Linked DNA regions of Mus musculus: region 2 is linked to region 1. Evidence: chromatin contacts called from public promoter capture Hi-C data. All regions are on one chromosome and are shown on one strand. The core of a region is the stretch at or near the end of the contact, and the rest is flanking DNA. Distances in the headings are between cores, read along the strand shown. Region 1 holds the start of Slc4a3 (solute carrier family 4 (anion exchanger), member 3). Region 2 overlaps Epha4 (Eph receptor A4).

Region 1 (6,805 bases), core at 2,579-5,078:
CCCACTTAAGCCTTCAGTCCTATCCATACCCTGAAGTCCTGGCCACAACCTGTGGGGCCATGGGTCCAAATGCTTGTCTCTAGACACCTAGCTCCCAACACTTTCATATCCACAGCACCCGAATCCCAGCCCCACTAGTGCCTATCAAACAAGCTTATGAAGGGTTGCTTGGTCATCTTCCCACCTGCCCTGCCCAGACGAACAGCTGGAGAGAGGCTAGCTGCCTAGTTACTCACAAGCAGCTACCCCTGCCAGGGGGCTCGGGTGGCCCCTCATGGGCTCCCATAGGCCATAGTCTTCAAAGTCCAGTACAAACATTTCCAAATCCTCTGAGGCCACTAAGTCACCAGCGCTGGGGCTTGGATTCCTCCCAGGGCCTTGGTCTTCAGTGTCCCCGGGCTTAGGACTCAGAGTCCCATTGGGCTCCATGACCTTGTCCAGCGGGCTTGTCATTCCCCTGGTGGCCAAGGCCTCACTCAGCCCTGGCTGTCCCAAGAATTGGGAGCCCCTGCCGGAGCTGCCTTTGCCCACACAGAGCTGGATGTGGTAAGGTTTCCTGCTTCCAATTCTCCTCGTCCCCCAAGTCTGATCCTGTCGTTATCAGCCCCCACCCTAGATCTGTAAATACACCCTCCCGATGACCCCCCACTGCCGCTACCATCGGATTGTTCCTGTCCCTGTCCTCAGGCCCTGGCAACTTTCCATGACGTATTGAGCTCAAAGCCCTAACTCCCCCCACCTCTGCCCCCGCCCACACCCTGTGAATCTTAGGAGGAGGAGGAGGGCAGGAGACCAGCGATGCCCCTTGCCTGGGCACAGAGCCCCGTGGGTGATGACAGGTGGCACCAAAACCAGGCACTGATAAGATGGAAGGAATGTGCCGAGATCACAGCCAGGCCAGGGCAAGGGTGGTAGGAAGGAGTGAGGGCAGCTGCAGGCCTGGCTTGGGAAGAGGTGAGGCCAGGAATGGCAGCTCAGCCCTCAGCCTCCAGGCAGGTGGGTTAACATGGCGTTTACAAAGGAAGAGATCTCAGGAGAGCCTTCCTCCAAGGGGGTCGATTTATGCAATAGGTGACTCAGAGAGCACTCCCGAGTGACACTAAGGAAAACAGCTCTGGAAGAGCGGTGGCTTAGTCAGATGAAGCTCTCTCTGCCACGGGGCTACTATGGAAAGGACTAGGTGGGGACACCCTCTTCAAGGTCCCGCCACGGGGTCTCACTCACTCTTCATGTCGTCCAGATCGGCAGAACCCAACATTTGAGCCTCCGCCTCGTCAGTGGGCACCCGCTGCTCTGGCCCAGGGTTGCCCAGGGCACTGCCTGGGCACAATCGCTCCCGCAGGTCATAGCTGGCTGATGGACTCCAGGGCCGGCTCTTCTCTGTGGAGATTCGGGAAGCCCGGGCCCGGGGACTGGGGGAGCTGAGGAAGTTATGAGGCTTTAGGTTTGATGGAGAGAGGCAAGGAGCTGCTGAACTAATGAGCTCTTATACACGCCCCCCTCCCCAGCCTCGAGAACAAGAGTGAATACAGAGGCCTCCTTTCCCAGCATGCTCATTCCTTCCCACTCGCTGGCTCAGCTTGTCTACCTGTACCCCTCTCTCTTCACCAACACCTCAGGCCTAGAGGACTCTTGGCCTCTTGGCTCTACTCTCTCTTCTCCCCTCTTGCTCCCTCCTCCCACTTGTAAACCATGGAGTCGGATGAGACTCTCCTCACTCTCTCGGCTTTCCGGGTCATACCTACAGACACTACTCAGGGTTAGGAATCAGGCAAGTGTCAGGGACTTGGGCCACCTGCTCTGGATTGCAGTGGGTTCTGCTCAGTGAGGGCTGGGTCCAGGGAGCTGGGACTAGTACCTGCCGGAGCGCTGGGGGCTCTGGTCAGACTGCAGGCCCACAGAAGGCAAGGCCTTGGCACAGGGAGCCTTGACAGGAAGGCCTGGGCTGTCATCTTCATCACTTCCAATGGAGAACTGTGGACATACATGGACAGACTCATCACTCAGGAGCCACCTCGGTCACATCAGGTCTTGACCAGCCAGCCCTCTGTCCATGAGGAGACCCTACCTTTGCTTTCTGTGGGGGACCTGGGGGTAGAGGCTCCACAGGCTCTGCCTCAGACTCTCCCTCTTCTTCCTCTTCTTCCTCCTCCTCCTCTTCTGCTCCAGCTCCCCCCTCCTCCTGGATAGGGGGTGTCCCTTCTGATGGGGGAGCAGAGGTTTTCTCTTTCTTCCTCTTCCTCCTGGTGTGCCGAGCAGAGGTGGGGGGCGGTCGCCGAAGCTTGTGGGGTGGAGGCAGGCGGGCTGAGAGCGGGTGATGGGTGTGGTGGGATGTGTGCCGGTGAACTGGAGGTGCAGGAGAGTGGGTTGAGACCCCTGAAGCAGAGTGGGGCTTCCCCCACAAGGAGTTCACACCTTATTCTAGCGTGAGATCTAAAACAAAGGCACCCCCAGTCTTTCTTCTAGAGCCAGGACACCCCTCCCAACTATGCATCCCTGCTCCTGTCATTGGTGAGGCCAGGTGGAGTGGGGACAAGAGTGACATAGAGAGAAAGTCGCAAAGGGGAGTCGGGAGATGTGGTACCGAAGAAAGAGAGAAGCTGAGGGAAGACACATCAGGAAACACAGTGGGGCAGAGGGTGAGTGGGACCCAGTGCACGATGAAGGTCACTGAGAGAGACCTCAGGCGCATCTCCCCTACATCTCCCCTGACAGGTGAACAAGGTGATGATGGTATGAGAGGCAGGATGACTTAACATGGCATGGTGGCCCAGCACAGCGTCCAGCACAGGATGACACTGAGTGATCAAGCCGGAGGTGAGCGCAGTAATGGTGGCGATGAAGGTGATGGTGGTGAAGGCTGGGGTGCTAGGGGTCCCCAGGCTACCCACACTCAAAGTCCCGCTCGCTGTAGCTGCGGCTAGGCTTCTCGGGGTCCCAGGCCGGGGTCTTGCTGATGAGGTCCCCAAACCTGCTCACAGCCAAGGTCTTGCCCAAGTCATCATCTTCCTCTTCTACATCTGGACCCAGAGGGGGCTCCTCCAAGGGCACCCGGACCTGCAGGCCAGATAGCCTCTCCTAAGGACCCCTAGTTCATGAACACTCCCCACCCAACCCCAACTCCATACTTCAAGGGCCTTCCCAACACCTTCACCCTTGCCTGCATCAACATCCCCAAAACACCCTCTGAGGGCTTCCCCCCAGGTTGTGGGAGCACCAGCCACAAGTGCATGAAATACCGAAGACCCCCTATTCCTCTACACTACCAATACAGCTCTACATCTGGATCTGGTGGTCCCAGGGTCATCCAGAGGACACCCCGCCCATCCTGCCCCTCCTCCCCCACCCCACCCCCACGCATCAGTCACCTGGGGTAGGGGGGAGGCGCCCCCGGGCGGCGGGATCACCCCATTAGCCATGGCAGGGCTGAAGACTGAAGACTTAGGAGTCTCTCAATCACTATGGGACCCAAACCCTGGGTGAGAAGAAGGGGGCGCTGCAGAGACCTCTTGGGGAGCCTTGAGGAAGGAGGGCGGGGTCAGAAATTGCGCTGGTGGGCCCCCTCCGGGGTGCTCCATCCCGGTGCCCAGCCCGCTCTCCCTTCCGAGGCCCAACCCGGTCCATGTTAGTCCGCTGTCCCTACCCGGCCCGGCGCCCACGCCTTGCCCTTAAGTACCTCCGGGCTCCGGAACCTGCGGGGCTTGGGAGAGCCGCCGCGCCCCATGTCCCTCCCCGCAAGCTCCGGGGCGCGGCTGCCGGGTTCCCGTCCGGCCTCTCGCCGCGCAGAGCCCGGCCAGGCGGACGCAGGCGCCGGAGCCTGCAGTCCACGGCTCCACCTCCTAGCGCTCGGCTGTGCCAGCCCGCCGCCGCCCGGCCGCACAATGGGAGTGGACGATCCCTGACTTACCCCGACCAGGCCAGCGTGGGCCCCGCGCTCGGGTCCCCGCAGGATCCCACCTGCCCGCAAGACCCCTCTCCAGGCGCCCCACGCATTGCGGGGGGGGGGGAGGAGGGGCGGGTGCACGGCCCTAAATTCCCACAATCCCTCAAACACACTCCTCCACCTTGCTTTTAGCCACCCCTCCCTTTCCCTCAGGAGCCCTGGAGGAGACCCTCTTCGCACATACAAGCCTCTCCAGCTTGGACACGAGATCAGAGACCCCTGAAAGCCATTGCCCTCAACACCTCCAGCCTCAGCTCAACTGATGCCCTTCAAAGGCTGGCTTCTGGCGCTGGGCGCCACCCACCATTTGACCTTGGCACATTATCTACCCATCAGTAGCCAGAGGCAGCTGAAACAGGGGCATTCCAATTGGGCCAACCACTCTAAAATCCTGTGGCTAAGCTCTCACTGTTCCTCCACCCGAATCCCGCCCCTGCTCCTCCAACCGTGGAGGACCTATCTCACTTTCCAAGGTCAGAGAGATGTTCGCAAAGGGCACCTGGACACCCCCACCCCCCACCCCCAGTGTTCTCTGAGTCTCTGAAACTGGGCATCTAGAATAACCCATGCTCATAAAAGCCCTGAATGACAGTCCGTTTAAGCCAGACCCCTACACCTTAGAACAAACAAAGGGAGAAGAACTGGGGGTCAGCAGAAGGTGGGGTGGGAAGGAGGGGAGAGAAGCATGTACAAAGTAGAAGCTGCTCTGACCCCTGCGCTGCGAGATCTCAGCCCTACCCAAGGGAAGAGTGTACACACAGAGCCCTGGGGATTGCTTGAAGCAGCTGGTCGCATCCCATCTACAATCAGTTCAAACAGTTCAGGATCCCCAGGCCAGAGAAATGATCCTGCCACAACTAAGATGGATCTTCTGAGAGCTGGGCATGGAGGTACCCGGCTTTAATTCCATCGCTTAAAAGGCTGAGAGCCTGGCAGTGGTGGCACACGCCTTTAATATCCACACTTTGGAGGCAGAGGCAGGCGGATTTCTGAGTTCGAGGCCAGCCTGGTCTACAGAGTGAGTTCCAGGACAGCCAGGGCTACACAGAGAAACCCTGTCTCGAAAAACAAAAACAAACGAAAAAGGCTGAGTAGTCTCTAGGGGTTCAAGGCAAAACCTGGTCTACACACTGAGTTCCAGCCAGCCAGCGCTACATATTAAAACCCTGTCTCAAAAAACAACAACAAAACCCTATCAACGGAACAAACAAAAAGCCAGTTTATCCATATCAATCCAGAGAATCCCAGATAGGCATGGCCCACCTCTGAGGTGATTCTAGATGTCATCACGTTGACAATTTACACTAACCATCCTAGGGAAGTATTATTCCTTTGTCTGAGAACATGGGGATGCAGGAAGGCGTGATCCCCCATAGAGGTTCACCTAGGAAGAAGGTTACCCACAAGTTTGGGCATCCTTGGTGGATTGCAGATGATGGCTGTCTGAGCCCCGGCCATTTATTCCAGACTTCTCACAGTCATCCGTGTTTACAAAGATGTCAGCACTGGGTGTCAGCTATGCAGAAACAGGACATGTGAGTTGCTTTCCTAAAGCCAAGCCCATGACGCCCATGGGCTGGCGTTGAATTGTGTCCCCTGAAACTCACATGCGAATTCTCAACGTCCATGACCTCAGAATGAGCCCTTATTTGGAAATAAGACCATTGTAGTTGTTAAGGGCATCCTGGAGTGGGGTGCTCTCCTTTCTTATCCGATATGGTGTGTCTATAAAAAGGGGAGATTTGGACACAGACACACATGGAAAGAACACTGTGTGAAGACTGGCGGCATGCCACCACAAGCCAAGGAAACTCCAAAACACGGAGAGGCCTGGAACAGGTCCTTCCTGTGCATCTTCAGAAAGAACTGGTGTCTGCAGATACTTGACTTCAGACACTGTGAAGCTGTTCTCTCTGTTACCCTTCATTGCAGCAGCCGCAGTGAAGTAACCTGTTGCCCCTGTCCTTCACCCTGAGCCAGCTAACTTGGCCTTAGGATTTTTTAAAAGATTTGTTTGTTTGTTTGTTTGTTTGTTATAAGTACACTGTAACTGCCTTCAGACACACCAGAGGAGGGCATCAGATCCCATTACAGATGGTTGTGAGCCACCATGTGGTTGCTGGGAATTGAACTCATGACCTCTGGAAGAGCAGTCAGTGCTCTTAACCACTGAACCATCTCTCTAGCCCCGGCCTTAAGTCTTAATGGAGCCATCCCTTGTTGGGAATACCCTAGGAGGATCCCTTTCGCCTTCCTTCTGTCCTCTACATCTTAGTGCTGGACCCTCCCCCACAGCCTGGAAAACCATCAGGGAGTCTTATCTCAAGACAGCCTGAGAAGTTTTTGTCAACCTGGGAGCCCTAGGGTGCTGGGTTACATAACACACAACTTGTCCCTTAGAGATCCCAATCCAGAATGGATGTTGCACATGGATTCTCCTCTCACTTAGAAGGGAACACCAAACTAGTCCCTTGGAGACCCTCATCCCACCTGGAGTCAGGAACTTCAGCCTCGACTCCACAAGCATCTCACTTTTATCATCCATGTCTCTGGAATAATGAGGTAAATCGTCCCCCTGGGAGGGTTTTTAGAAGCCCACGTTCCTCTCTCATTCTGCGGCAGGGTGGGCAGGTGGTGTTGGCTCGCCTATCACTTGCTTCCTGTTAGCTCGTTCTATTCGATGTATTATGTATTCCTTCATTACGCCTGCAGCTCTCCCAGCATTCTGCCTCCAGCATACCTGTACCTGCCAGTCACCCATTGGGAGTTCTGATAGGGACTTTATTACTGTGACAAGGATGACCCATGCATGCATCATGGATGGCCACTTTGGTGTTTGTTGGCCACCACTTCCAAAGCCTA
Region 2 (6,866 bases), core at 4,319-6,818, 1.9 Mb before region 1:
AATGGAGTCAACCATATACACCGTGGCCCATGATGTTGATTGAAGACTGTGTCCAGCAACCATTTGTGGTTCAAGACTCTTTGCTTTAAAAGAAAATCAAAGGCCTTTAGATCTATTATTATTATTTAGTTCAGCTATACTGTTAGGATTAAAACCGACATCTATATATCTATGCTATAGGTAAGTGGGTAGAACTTTTAACCTATTTAAAGTTATTTTTTTTTTAAAGAATCTTTTATATACATCAGTGAACAAACAAGTTAGTATAAAAACTAGCCCTAATTTAGAAGGTGACTTGTCCTGTGTTACCTAGGAGATAGGCTTGCTTGATTTCCCTTTCTGTGCTGGTGGAGCCTTGAATTAGAATAGCCTTTGTTTTTCTATTTGCATTTCTGATAACTGAGACTCCTGCCTGGGGCACTGCTAACTGTGCTAAAGTTCTTTGGAAGTAGGTTTTGAGCTGCTGCATGATGGCCCTGACCTCAAGAAAAAAGCGGACCGGGCTTTCTCAAGTAGAAACAGGTTTAATGCTTTGAAGGATGCAAAACAACTATGCATACACACACACACACACACACACACACACACACACACACACACACACACACATATCATGTATATATCATATCACACACACACATATCTGATCCATATATATATGGATCAGATCAGAGGTATGCAGTGGTTAATCTATTAATATCTTGTAGAACTATAAACCTCAGGTGTAAGCAATTTTTCTGGCTAGTGTGTAGAATTCCTCCCACAGAAACTTAACATTGCCTTCCCACTTTCAGTACTGTGGGGCTTTGTGGTTTTGGTGTGTTTGCTGTGATCAAGTACTGTGATTCTTTTCTGAACTTGATGGTGACTGGGTACATGGAGCTGATCCTGGACCTCACCAAATGACCCATTGTGTAGGATGTTCACCCTTCCCTTCCTTCCCTTCCCTTCCTTCCCTTCCTTCCCTTCCTTCCCTTCCCTCCCTTCCTTCCCTTCCCTCCCTCCTTCCTCTCTTCCTTGAGACAGGGTTTTTCTGTATAGACCTGGCTGTCCTGGAATTCACTATGTAGACCAGGCTAGCTTCAAACTCAGATCTTAAGCTGTCTTTAGTGGCTCCTAATTATACATGCACTTTCTGAGTACTTGGAGCAAGAAGGAGTGGGACTTACAAGCATCACACTTAGATCCCATGAATCTGTACAGTCTTGAGGGTTTTGGGGGGGTAGGTTGTCTTATTTTTGATAGTCTTTTTATGTAGTTCTGGCTGTCTGGACAGCTTACTTTTTAGACCAAGCTGGTCTTGAACTCAGAGATTGTCCTGTCTCTGCTCCCCAAGTGCTGGGATTAATTAAAGGCATGGGCCATTACATCTGACATATGTACAGTTTTGACATTTTACATGAATGTATAAGAATTTAAAAATGTAAGGGAATTAAGTAACAACAACCAAATAATCATACCCGCCCACTGTACAGTGGAGAGTTGGAATCTGGGTCTCTGGTTTGTTTGGAGATTCAGGAATGCACTGCAGACCACATGGGCTGCTATAATTCTTCATTCTCTTGGCTGAGGCAGATGCCCAGATCGGCCTGAGAAGCTGCAGAACAGACGTCCATCCCTGTGTTCCTAATTCCCAGATCACACATACACAAAGCCTGTAGCCCCCAGTTACCAATTCCAAGCCTAACACTTAGCCCAGCCGTTCAGACTCTGAGAACGATAATTGACATACCCCACACATACTACTAGGGACTTAGAACAGGACAGAGAACCTGTGACCCCTATCTCTCTAAGTCCCTTCAGAGAACTGTGTATTGATGCTGTTTTGCTCTAGAATTTGCTTCTTGGCACACACTCACGTGTTTCACGTTACAGATGTTAACTGCCACCCCCTCTGGAATGGATAATGCTGAACATGACTACAGATGAAAGTTAACAGCGAGCTCCCATCCTTTCTCTTCCTGTTCCCAGGCATGAGTCAGTCTGCTCGCCTTAATGTTTATACAGAGCCTTGCTAACAAAGAGCAGCTGATTGTGACTTGTATAGACATGTACCCGTATAGGAAAGAAGAAGTTCAGGCTTTGTACCAAAGTGTTTTCTTTTGTTTTTTGTTTTTTGTTTTTTTTTTGAGAAAGAATATTCAAATCTTGTTGTACTAATTGTTTGTGTACAACAATCCCCTTCTGCCCAAGGAACATCATGAAATTGAACCCCCATGAGTATTTATGGTTTATAACCCCAATGGGCTGTTTCCTTTGTGTATCTATCATTTTGAGACTCAGTTCACAGAACACTGAACAATTTTGCATTCTGAGTTGGAGTTTTCTTTCTTGTCATTGAGTGTAAAGTCAAGTTTTCTGGTATGAAAACGGTATCCATATTAAAATACCATCTTGATTGATCACCAGTGTTTATGCCTTTATGTGAAGAAAAGTAGGGGAGAAGCTGGTCTGTGTCTATACCGTCCATCCACGATGAGGCACTGGGAGGCTCTGCAGCATTGGGGTTGGAGTTTGATATCCTGTGTCATGTCCTAAGGCCAGTGGGATGTTGGCAGTAAGCTGCAGCATCCACAGTTTTGTTGTTAAGTCCCGGGCTTCCCGTGTCATGATCTGTGAACTGGAGTCAGATTTGCTACCCTACAAAATGTTGGCTTTACCAATTAGGTCTGGTGCAGTTTTGAGTTGCACCCACTCTGCCCAGATCCAGCCAAGCTTTGAATTTGGCATTCTGCATGGTACCAGTCTGGCATGTTGGGTGCGGGAAGGGCAGTGGCCCCTAAATGGTGGCTGTTTTCCAACAGTCACCGTTCCTCCTCCTGCATGAGAAGCAGTCACCTACTCAGTTCCCCACCAGCATTACCCACCCCCCCCCCACTGCAGCCCTCCCCAGGACTGGCAGGGTCAGCCCTCTCCATAGGGGGTCTCCCCACCCCTGCTCCTTCCCCGAGGGACATGACATTTTCCAAGGGCTTTCATTGCTTAACATTTTTAAAAATCATTTTTTTCCCACTGATGTCAAACAGTGTAATATATGTTAATTATAGACATTTAGGAAGTATAGAATATTGCCTTGAAGGAAATCACATGCAATCCTGCTTTCAGAGAGAACCACTAGTATATTATTATATTATATGTATTGTTAGAGGTGATTTCTTTTTCTTTCTTTTTGAAGGGGGAAAAAGAGGTCTTGAGGCATGTGGATGGATTATTCTTTTAGGGACACATGCTCTTAATTGTTCCGAGACTCCAAATGCTAATTTGATTTTTATCTGCTTGTATCAGAAGTGCATAGCAGGTAGAGGCACAAAGCATGCCTTTATTTTCAGGAGCATTTGGAGAATATTTAAATTCTGAGATGTAGAATATTTGGTGACAGAACAGAAGACCATGGGACTCAGAAGGGTGGGGAAGTCATGGTGATGTAGGGGGTATGGAGTCCCAGAGCTGCACTGGACTAGATACTGACAGATTAATTACCTCCTTCTGCTATTGGTAACTTTCCTGAAACTCAATTTCTCCATCTGGAAAATGGGAGAACTCCTACTCTCCTGGGGTTTTTTTGATGATTCAGTTCATTAACTGAGAGCCGGTTAGGAGAATGCTTTGCAAGCAAACTATGTAGGAGTAGGTAATGCTCTAATGGAAGAGGTGTTCCAACTGGGCCTGGCCTCTTCCTGGATTCAAAGGGAGCCAGGATAAGTTAAGCAAGGGGTGGCTGGGAGTCCTATGTGGGTGAGCAAGAGGGGGCTCGGAGTCTTCTGTGGGTGAATAGAGAAAAAGTTTCAGTGGCTGGGGAATTTTGGTTGTTGTTGTTTTTGATCCTTCTGATGGTTAATGTATCCAGCATGCAACTAGGGTTGTTTGTGCAGGAGCGTTTTCTACCAGCAAGGCAGGTATTTGTTTTGATGTGGCCGCTCTTTCTTTTCTGTCTGTGTATTTTGAACCTTGGAGTACATTCTTCAGTAAAGCTAATATGTTTGCTCTCTTACCTGAGAGACTCTTATCAGAGCCTGGCTGTGAATTACACGTCTCTCCTATCAGGAATCTCCATGCATTTACACAGGAGGGACCTGGACTAGCATAGTAGTGCCTTAAAGAACAGATAAGGTTCACCTGCTATAAGTGCAGGGGGCGGGGGAGGGAGCACTCGAGGGGTGGGGCCTGAGAAAGAACACCTTTAATATATGAAAGAATGTCTTTGTCTCTGCTACTGAGCTTCAGGAATTGGGGAAGTATGAAAGGGAGGGGCCTTCAGAGCATTATCAGGAAACTCCTCGGGCCAGATTGTCTCAGTGTAAACTGTCTTCTTGGTTAATGAGGGTTAAGTCCCCAAATCTTTTTGCATCTCAACTTCCTTTTCAAAACTGGAAATAGCAATAATGTTTACCTCAGAGCAATGGTGAGATAAATATAGGCCACTGATAGGCTAGAGACAGATCCTTGCCAATTTTGTGTTAAGTCCTTTAAAGGATCTGAGAAGATGCCCTAAGAAGTCACAGAGATTTCACCTAAGTATCTGCAATTCTGAATACAGGTGGCTCTCCCTTGCTGGGAGCCCTCAGACCTAGGGATGAGGGATGAGCTAGGAGGGATGAGGGATGAGCTAGGAGGACTGAGGGATGAGCTAGGAGGGATGAGGGATGAGCTAGGAGGGATGAGGGATGAGCTCTTAGGGATGAGGGATGAGCTCTTAGGGATGAGGGATGAGCTAGGAGGGATGAGGGATGAGCTAGGAGGGCTGAGGGATGAGCTAGGAGGGATGAGGGATGAGTGAGCTAGGAGGGATGAGGGATGAGTGAGCTAGGAGGGATGAGGGATGAGTGAGCTAGGAGGGATGAGGGATGAGCTCTTAGGGATGAGCTCTTAGGGATGAGGGATGAGCGTGAGCATCTTAGGCATCTTCTCCTGTGGGGCTAAATGATTGTCCTAAGCCAGGCAATTATGAAGTTTTGTAAGCCTTGTGAGCTATGTGCCTTTCGGCCATTCCATATTAATCCCTCCTTTTGCCCATTGCTTCTAATGCTTTCCAGTGACAGACTGGGCAAAGAGACCCATCTACACAGATGCTAGTCAGGGGAATGGGCAGAGGGGCACATGCATGCGTATGTTAAAGATACAAGTCACTTTAAGGGAGGACTTGATAGTGAAACAGAAGACGGAAGATGTGGGAGAGTTGAATTTAGTTTGTACATTATGCTTTTATTCTCTCATGCCATTCTAAAAACACGGACTCTCCTGGTTGTGATTTTTAAGTGCATGTGTGAATGTTTTTCTTGATCATAGTTAGACTCCATTATGTTCTGAGCTCATAAGAGTTGAGGTAGGCACGTACTGTGCCTGTCATTCTAGAACAATTCCAGTTCTAAGTCTGACACTCCTTTGCCATGTACAGTCAGGCCATGGGTAAACTCGGCCTGCCTCAGTTTCCTTAGTTTAATTTAAGCTGGGTGTAATATTTTTTCCTTACTCATAGGGATGTTAATAATTGTCACTGTGTATGCAAAAAGGCCAAGCCATAACCCATCTGCAAACATTAGTAATACGTATTTTTGGAATGTGCTAAACCTCAATCTGACTCTCATTGTGCCCAGTTAACTCCTTGGAATCTTTGCTGAACCTGTTTTCTTACCTAGACAATGCCATGGGAAAAAGCCAAGCCTAATTTGAAATTGCAAAAGGAGACCTACCACTGTGGAGGCCCAGCCCCTCAGGGGACTCAACAGTGACTGGTATCTTTTGTGTTTACCCTTATTCTTTTTTCTTAATGGCTTTTTCTCAAGGACTCTCAGTAACTGGATGTGGAGGGCACTGGGATCGTGAAGGAAGCTGACACCCAGTACCTATTTTGAGTACATATCAAGTATGTCCTTTGTGGCTGTTTTGTTTTTCCTTCCTTCCTTCCATTATTCTTTGCGTGAGTGAACCCCATTTCGCTGCTGAGGGTTGCATTTCATGTCCTGATGCTCTGACATGGCAGTCCCATCCATCACTCATTTCAGGTGTGCCTGGCCACTGAACATGGCCATCTTTGCTGATGGAACACAGGACTGGTGGGACCAGGAGCCTGCCGCCGCTGGAACTAACACACACACAAACACACACACACACACACACGCACACGCACACGCACGCACAAATAAGGGATTTACCTCTTGTCTTATCTAACTGAGAAGCAAGCAGGGAGCATCAGGCAACTTGTTTTCCTCCTCATCTCTAATATTCAGATCCATAGATCATAAAATTACCCTTTAACTACACGTGTATGTTACCCATTGAGCCCAGTGCCCATGTCATTCGCCCAAATGGGCAGCTTCCTGCACGCTAAAGGCCGTCTGTCCTCCCTGTGCCCACATTTTGGGGGTGTTGACTTGTAGCTGCTTTGCCTTGAGGCCACTTAGTTGACAGATTGGCCTGATTTACAGCAATTCTTATCACATTCTTCTATGAAACAAATTCCTATCATGGGGTGTAATTTGACAAGTACCAAATGAAGAGTGGCAGGCTCTTCTGAGGGCTCTAACATATTTATAAAATTTGCCTCTTTATCCTCCTCCCATCACCATCCCTCGGGTAAATAAGACAATAGGAAGGGCATATGTTTGAGAATAGAGGGATTTTGAAAATAAGATCTGTTGGTATTCTGTCTGGACTCCAGAATACCAACAAGATCATTGTTTGAAGATTTTAACTTTAAATTATCTCTATTAGAAAATATACCTGATGTACATTTTCATTATTAACAGTAGATATAAAATGTGAACCAATCAAGGTTTTTGGGTTTTTTGTTTTTTTTGTTTTTTTTAGCTTGGTTGATTAGTAACCTGGATAAACATTGGAGATATAAAGAGACTCCTTCCACCCAC

The links. Promoter capture Hi-C pulls out the DNA fragments that hold promoters and counts their contacts.
Region 2: a contact with region 1 is called in a promoter capture Hi-C map of liver, with 4 times the contacts expected there. The contact joins the enhancer-like site here to the promoter of Slc4a3 in region 1. A contact is called at or near these places in 4 of 39 promoter capture datasets (the 3T3-L1 cell line, hippocampal neurons and liver), 5 of 115 datasets of contacts at active chromatin or transcription factors (embryonic stem cells, neural tube and pancreatic cancer cells) and 1 of 9 other capture datasets (embryonic stem cells).

The regions. Positions count from the first base shown.
Region 1 is chr1:75,543,485-75,550,289 of GRCm38.p6, reverse strand. It overlaps Slc4a3 (solute carrier family 4 (anion exchanger), member 3), which reads right to left and starts at 3,828. Exons shown (of 23, transcript NM_001357150.1): 1 at 3,677-3,828; 2 at 3,369-3,518; 3 at 2,892-3,057; 4 at 2,069-2,346; 5 at 1,859-1,974; 6 at 1,225-1,421. The coding sequence starts at 3,419.
Region 2 is chr1:77,466,328-77,473,193 of GRCm38.p6, reverse strand. The region is part of intron 3 of Epha4 (Eph receptor A4); the gene reads left to right. Among named protein-coding and RNA genes, the nearest start is that of Mir6352, 27 kb to the left of the region's middle. Within about 2 kb of position 5,568, at least 12 of the 459 cell types and tissues checked have an H3K27ac peak or open chromatin away from gene starts, as enhancers often do. A contact at or near this core is called in liver and pancreatic cancer cells, where this site is marked.